2 separate regions of the Sus scrofa genome follow, and region 2 is linked to region 1. The links are chromatin contacts, called in public Hi-C maps. All regions are on one chromosome and are shown on one strand. Each heading gives the region's core, a stretch centred on a gene start, on an enhancer-like site or on the middle of the called end of the contact. The rest is flanking DNA. Distances are from core to core; before and after follow the strand shown.

The links. Hi-C and Micro-C count contacts between places; a contact is called where the count stands out from the background.
Region 2: a Hi-C map of embryonic fibroblasts shows a contact between it and region 1, with 1.9 times the contacts expected there. The contact joins two enhancer-like sites. A contact is called at or near these places in 3 of 47 Hi-C or Micro-C datasets (embryonic fibroblasts and liver).

The regions. Positions count from the first base shown.
Region 1 is chr11:51,749,274-51,752,838 of Sscrofa11.1, reverse strand. No RefSeq gene overlaps it. Among named protein-coding and RNA genes, the nearest start is that of NDFIP2, 260 kb to the right of the region's middle. Within about 2 kb of position 1,503, at least 10 of the 83 cell types and tissues checked have an H3K27ac peak or open chromatin away from gene starts, as enhancers often do. A contact at or near this core is called in embryonic fibroblasts, where this site is marked.
Region 2 is chr11:52,599,125-52,602,824 of Sscrofa11.1, reverse strand. The region is part of intron 2 of LOC110255835 (a long non-coding RNA gene); the gene reads left to right. Among named protein-coding and RNA genes, the nearest start is that of SPRY2, 440 kb to the right of the region's middle. Within about 2 kb of position 1,279, at least 4 of the 83 cell types and tissues checked have an H3K27ac peak or open chromatin away from gene starts, as enhancers often do. A contact at or near this core is called in embryonic fibroblasts, where this site is marked.

The sequences.
Region 1 (3,565 bases), core at 254-2,753:
AGATGCAAAGGGCATAGATATAGGGAGGTCATTACTTGGGGCCACTTTTGCAACCAATCTACCACATATTAGGCAACTACCATTTTAATAATTAACAAACTTTTTTTAGGCATTTACTTTGTGCCAGGTCCTACTCCAGAAGCCAAGGATACAGCAGGCAGCGGTACCAACAAAAACTCAATTCTCAAAAAGCTAGATTTCTACAGGGGAAGACAGGGAACAAATTAAAAAGGAAAGTAAAATATATTGTTTGTCATGATAAGGCCACTAAGAAGTGAATAAACGTAAAGAAGGGGGGAGTTCCTGCTGTGGCACAGTGGGTTAAGAATCCGTCTGCAGTGGCTCAAGTCACTGCGGAGGACAGACGTTCAATCCCCAGCCTGGCTCAGTGGGTTAAAGGATCCCACGTGGCCTCAGCTGTGGTATAGGTTGTAGCTGCAGCTCAGATGCAATCCCTGGCCAGGGAACTTCTATATGCCATGGGTGTGGCCATGAAAGGAAGTAAGGAGGGAAGGAGGGAAGGAGGGAGGGAAGGAAGAGAGGGAGGAAGGAAGGAAGGAAAGGAGGAAGGGAGGGAGGAAGAAATAAAAGAAAAAAAGGTAAGGAGGAGATGAAGGTTGACTGTAGGGGACATTTTACATTGCGTGGCCACAGAAGGAGACATAAAAGGGATGAAAGCATGGACTCTGAGGAATGGGGGGGGTCCATGGGGTTGGGGGGGAGAGTTTTCCAGGTAGAGGGAAGAGCACATGCACTGGCAGTGAGGGGGAAGTGTGCCTGGTACTTCTCAGGAGTAGTGAGGTGAGTGTGGCTGGAGTACCCTGAGCACTGGGGTGAGGAGTGGGAGAAGAAATGCAGTGAAAGAAACAGGAGGGGAGGAGCTCCCATTGTGGCGCAGCAGAAACAAATCCAACTAGGATCCATGAGGATGTGGGTTCGATCCCTGGCCTCACTCAGTAGGTCAGGAATCCAGCATTGCCATGAGCTATGGTGTCAAGTAGGTTGCAGATGCGGCTGGGATCTTGAATTGCTGTGGCTGTGGTGTAGGCTGGCAGCTGTAGCTCTGATTGGACCCCTAGCCTGGCAACTTCCATATGCCACAGGTGTGGCCCTAAAAACCAAAGGAAAAAGAAAAAAGAAAAGAAAGAAAAGAAAAAAGAAATGGGAAGAGGGTGGCAAGGAGGATTTTGTCTTTTACTCCAATTTAGAGGGCGAAGCTGTTGCAGAGTCTGCATGAGAAATGACATAATTGACTTAACAGAACAAGGAAGGCAGCGGCCAGAAATAGACTGCAGGGCGCACAGGGCAGAAGGAAGACCAATTAGGAGCCTATGAGCACAGTGCTTTGATATCCCACGCAGACCTCACATTCTTCAGATCCCAATGTGCCTGCGAACCCAGAGCAACTCAGGTTTTTTTTTGGTTTCTCTCACTGCCCACTCTTTCCTCCTCTCCTTCCTGTGTTTTTTATAGAAGTGACGTAACACCACTTTGGGTCCTGTTTCTAATACATTCCTCAGCTGCCACCCGAAGGTGAAGGTCTTAATTGTCACACAGTTTCTCACAGGAACTGGCATCTTTGGAACATTTTGAAAAGGCCTCTCTGAAATCTAACATCTCAGAATGAAGTCCACTTCTTTGTAGTATTTAATGCAATTTTAGATGTTCTCCAGACAACGGGGTGGAAGAGAAGGAAAATTTAATTGAAAGGTCTATATGTCGCTTGAGTTCAAAGGACTTGCGTACTACCTGTGTCACCTTAGGAAAACAGCCAAGCTGGTCTCTGCCTCTCATACCATCACCTAGAAAATGGGGATAAAATACTGATCATGACAGATGACAGTAAGGATTAAAATGAGAGGAGCTGTGTCTAGCATGGATACTAATTCTCTCCTTTTCAAAGTGGGTCATTTGGGATGGGGGAGATTTTTATGTGTGAGTAAAGTTACACTTTTTAAGTCAATTAATGCTAAGGTGGAGTGAATTCTTTTTTGTTTGGTTGGTTTTTGGCCATGCCAGCAACATGCAGAAGGTCCTGGACCAGAGATTGAACCTGGGCCATATAGTAAGCCCAGCCGCAGCAGGGACAATGCTGTGTCCTTAACCATTAGGCCACCAGGGAACTGCTGAATTCTTTTATATATGTATATATCACTGAATCTGAGTGAGGCTAAGACTGATAGGAGGCATCAGCTTGGTGCTCACACAGTATATCTTTGAGTGGTTTGGAAAATTTTCAACTCTGAAAAATTGCCCCCAAATAACCTACAATTTACCTCTGCCCTGGTCTGACTGCAACCCAACGGTTGCCAGGACTGAGGCATGGCTTTCAGGCCTCAGTGCGTAAAGGCCTTTGAGATAAGCGTCTCCTTTGCTCCTGGAGCCCCTACTTTATTGCCAGGGTCCTTCAAGCATCAGGTACTTTTCCTTCCTTCCTCACAGATACCTCCATTTACCCAAGTCAACAGTCTGCAAGGTAAACTCCGAGGTAGAAGACAGTGTTACAAGCTCCCACTTCCTCCAAAATAACAGTATAAACAACAAAGAATAGGCAAGGGTAACAAAAGAACAAATATGTAGAAATTACTACAGTTTCAGAAATCACATAATGTGCAGCTCAAAAAAAGTTGTTATAGAAGCTCTTGGCTGGTTCTAGAAATTGTCATAAAATATGGTCCAAACCTGTCTTGATTGGATGCTACATGGTCTTATTTTCATGCTGTGGTTTCCTTCATCCCTGAATCCCCCAAACAACTACTAGAAAAAAAATTTTTTACCAAAAATAAAAGTTTAACTTACAAAGACTCCAAACAACACTCTGAAAATCAGGTCAAATTTGTCTACGGCCATACCACCCTGAACATGCCTGATCTTGTCTGAAAATCAGGTCAATTTTATTTAAAATATTATATGTTGTAGGATTCAACTAAGAGCCCTATACCTAAACCACTTACTCTTTGAAAAATACTAGAATGATTGTTAAACAGGATGGGAAATCGGAATCATTAGTCCAATAGAATTAAATGCAGCAACGTTATAGAGTTCCCATTGTGGCTCAGCAGGTTAAGGACCTATTATCTCTGTGAGGATGCTGCTTCAATCCTTGGACTTACTCAGTGGATTAAGGATCTGCTGTTGCTGTCATTGTGACAAAGGCCTCTGCTGCAGCTCCGATTTGACCCCTGGCCTGGGGACTTCCATATTCTGCAAGTGCAGCTAGAAAAAGGAAAAAAAAAAAAAATGCAGCAATATTATCAAGGTTTCAGCCAGGGCACTGGCATCAATTTTATAGTATAGATGAATATAGGTATTCATTAAAATAGTATTCGACCTGGCCCTAGAACTATACACATCAGGCATTTTACCATTATGCAGTTAATTTATTAAAACCCATTCTCGCTTCCTTTTGCCTCTGAGCTTAGATCTACAAATTCATTTGTTCAGTATTCAAGATTCAACAAATCTATTGAGTCGTTAGGATATGTCAAAACTATACTAGACTCAAGAGAATAAACTGCAGATAAGACATAACACTCATGGTTTCACAGAGCTTATTTTACATGTG
Region 2 (3,700 bases), core at 30-2,529, 850 kb before region 1:
AACTTTATTGAATAGTATTTTTTGAAGCAATAGCAATTATGTATCCAGTTAGCCTCCATTCATTTCTGAACTCAAGTAGAATAATTCATGCTATAAATGACAAAGAGAGGCACGTATAATTTACAACATAGCGCAGTAAGTCACTCACTCTGAAATGAAAGGTATGGTAGTTTCTAGCAAACTTTTTTTCTTTTTTGCTAGAAACATTTTTAGCACATATCTAATCAATTTGAATTTCCTACTCATAGCACTTTGCTAGCATTCATTAAAACAGTGAACCTCATTTGGGCTCTATAGTTTATTTTCTAGGTATGCTGTGGTCTCTGTTTTAGAAAAGAATTGTAATTTTCATTCTTAATCGTGAATGTATAATTGACTACAGGAGGCTGTTGCCAGTCCAGAGAACTCTATAAGCTATAACAGAGACAGGGCCAACTTACTAACCCCTGTGAGCACTTACAATTGTTGGCAAGATCTAATCTGTACAATCATATATTCATTTGCCGAACTATATTTTTGATGCGCTTAGACTCATCTGAAAAACAGGTTGGTTGTTTTTTGCTAATGATGTTCTTTATAGCTTCTACCCAAATGGAATAATGATCATAAAACAAAAGCAAAAATCAATCTGCCTTTATCCAATCATTGCTTGGAAATAATATTCCTAGAACACAATAGATGTTTACTTATTCCTCAAATAAATGGGGTAAAGTAGATTTTCCTATAATCAATGTCCTTAGGGTTATAACAGGAATTCAGAGCAGTGATACTCTAATGAAGTCTTTCTGGCATCCCCATTATCTAAATCCTCTTGGATGGAACCAGAAATAATGATTTTAGAACTTTAATAAAAGGATAGATTGTATAAAAACAGCCAATCCTACCGTAGATTTAAGGGCCACTCATATTATTTATTTGAATTTTCACAATAAAACCCCACTAGATAGGAAACAAGAAAGGTATGGAAACGAAGGCTTGTAAGACAAAGTAATTTCTCAAGGTTATGCTACCAGTGAGTCATATAACCGGTGAGTCACATAACTCATTCCTGAGTACTATTAAGCCTTGACCACGTATGTCATTGACTGAAGAACAAGTCTCCTCTCCCTTCTTGTGGTAAACATGTATGTATCGGTCCCTAAAAATATTTAAAATATCCACTACTTTTAAAAAGTATATTCCACATCCAAAATACCGGTTGAAAAATACAGCATCTCAAATGGCATTTTGTCTTCATCCCAGACTGTTGCTTATGACAGTGATAGAAATTCAGCACTGAGGCTCAAGACAAGATGCACCAGCCAATTAAGACGATGATGTTACTCAGGTTATTACGATAGAGAGACTTCTTTTCATGCATAAAGAGTGTCTCACAAAAGGAGGTTGAAAACCTGGGGATTTATAACACGAGACAATCACGAGTGAGGAGTCAGAGCTGGCTTTTTCTTGCTGCCTCACACAAGTGACCCCTCCTATCTCTGGTTCTTTGCATTATCATCACTGGTTTCATCTCAGGTCATTGTGACAGCAGCCGTATTGGATGTTTTCATACAAACTCTTTCTCCATGTTGACGCTGCTGGCACGCATTGCCATTGACCCTTCCCCTCAACCGTAGCCTTTCTTCTGCACTGGTTTTGTGGCCTCAAACTGAAAAGACTCCCTGTGTATTTCCAAGTAGAGAGCCTTATTCTGCTTAGTTCTATGAAAAATCTCTTTCTTTCTTCTGTTGTTCTCTATAATGTAATGGGAATGGCCTGAAAATTAAGTCTATACAAATGACTTAAGTACTTTCTATTTTACTCATGATTAGTGGAAATCTTAGTTAGACCTAATTTCTAAGGCAAATGCATATGCACAAAACAGCCACATACATATGTGTGTGTGTGTGTGTGTGTATAAATATATGTATTGGTGACAATCCTAAAACCTCTCTCAGGGATCAGAACACACACACACAAAGAAATAAATGGGTAGTATAGTTACATGGTGGATAAATAGGGCCCGCAAACAAATCATAGCATTGTAAGTATAATTTTAAGAATAAGTCACCCAATACCATATGATACTGATTTATTTTTCAATCTGGAGACTTTCTCTCATTCTGATCTAATCGTATTTGCTATTTCAGTTGCTCATGTCCCAGTAAGCATCTCTGTTCATTGTGTTGGGTAAACACAACAGATCAAGCCTGTCCTGTATCTAAATCCAGACAGATACCTACTTCACATAAATCTCTTCTCTAGAAACACAGAAGAGGGAGGTTCTTTAAAATGTCTTATTAGTCATTAATATGCAAAGTGAAATGTACTTTTTTAGCAAAGTGAAATGTACTTTTAATACCTATAATGTGATATTAAATTTTAAAAAAATACTAAACAAAGTGAGACTCTAGGAGTACTGCTCCTTGGCAAAAATAAACCTCATTTTAATCTGAAAACACAGCAATGTCAGGTGCAACGGCCCATTCTGAAACTAATTTATCCTCTTTTCCAGCTATTAAAACATCCCCCCAACTTCTCCTCCTGAAAATAATACATGACAAAGTTTCTTTCTTATCTAATTGTAAATGGAAAGTCCATTCATCACCCAGGTGTGAGAAGGCTTGGCCCTAAAGTGACAGATCTTAAAGCATCTAGGAGTTTGCACTGCGGGTCTCTTTCCTGTCATTGCCCCCTAGGGATCTTGCTCAACACCAGGTGGAAGAAGCGTCAGCTGTTGCACAGAGCCTGGGGAATCGCTGCTCTTCCTTTCCATGCAAATATTTTTTACTGATCCCACTTTTATGAAGAATACCAGATGCTGGTAGCTATGACCTTGGAAAAAGTTGCATTGCTGGTTAAAATAAATATATTCATATATACACACATACACATACATACACTAAAGGACAGACAACTTAGAGGATAGAAAAAGAGAAAGCAAGAAATAGAGAGAAAGAAGAAAAAAGAGATTATGAAAAATAGAGAGATGGAAGAAGAAAAATGGGAAAGCAGGGACATTTTGCAAAAGGCTGTCATACTGCTCTACCATTTTCTCCTCAGAATTACAACTGCCTATGTTTTCCAACCTTTTATAACATGGTAACTTTTAAACTTTACTTAGAGAAGCAAATATACAGAAATACCACTTTAGCCAAGCATATAGCTCTCTCTCAAGGTCATATAACAACTGAACTCGCTCGCTCTCTCTCTTTGCTCTGCCTATAACTATATATATTGCAAATAGCAGAGAATTGATTTTTTTCTAAAGACCAGCCTTCTGCTTCCTGTGTGAAGATGCTGCTGTTGCACTGCATTATCTCTGAGCCCTCTTTGCTAATAGCGAATCTCTTTGGCAGTTCTCCGGAACTGCTGACAAGACATACTATTATCTCTTCAATTTCATTTTCCTTCTCTTTCTCCCTGTGGGAGAAAAACATCTGTGTGCCTTAGAGGGAGTTAAATAAGTTAGAAAGGATCTCATGCCTTTCAGCCTAAGAAGTATTTACTTTTTTTTCCTCTGCTCATTCTGTAGGATTGGAGATTTTTGTGAGCAATCCTGTATCCAATGCCATATTCTTTCATTTAGTAATTATTAATGTGCTTGTTTAGTCAACACACATTTTTTTGAGAGTCAACTGAATGTTCACAATGTGCTTAGTAATTGAGCTTTAAGAACTGAAGACAAAGGCTTTCATTTTGGGGGAAGGTAATACAACAT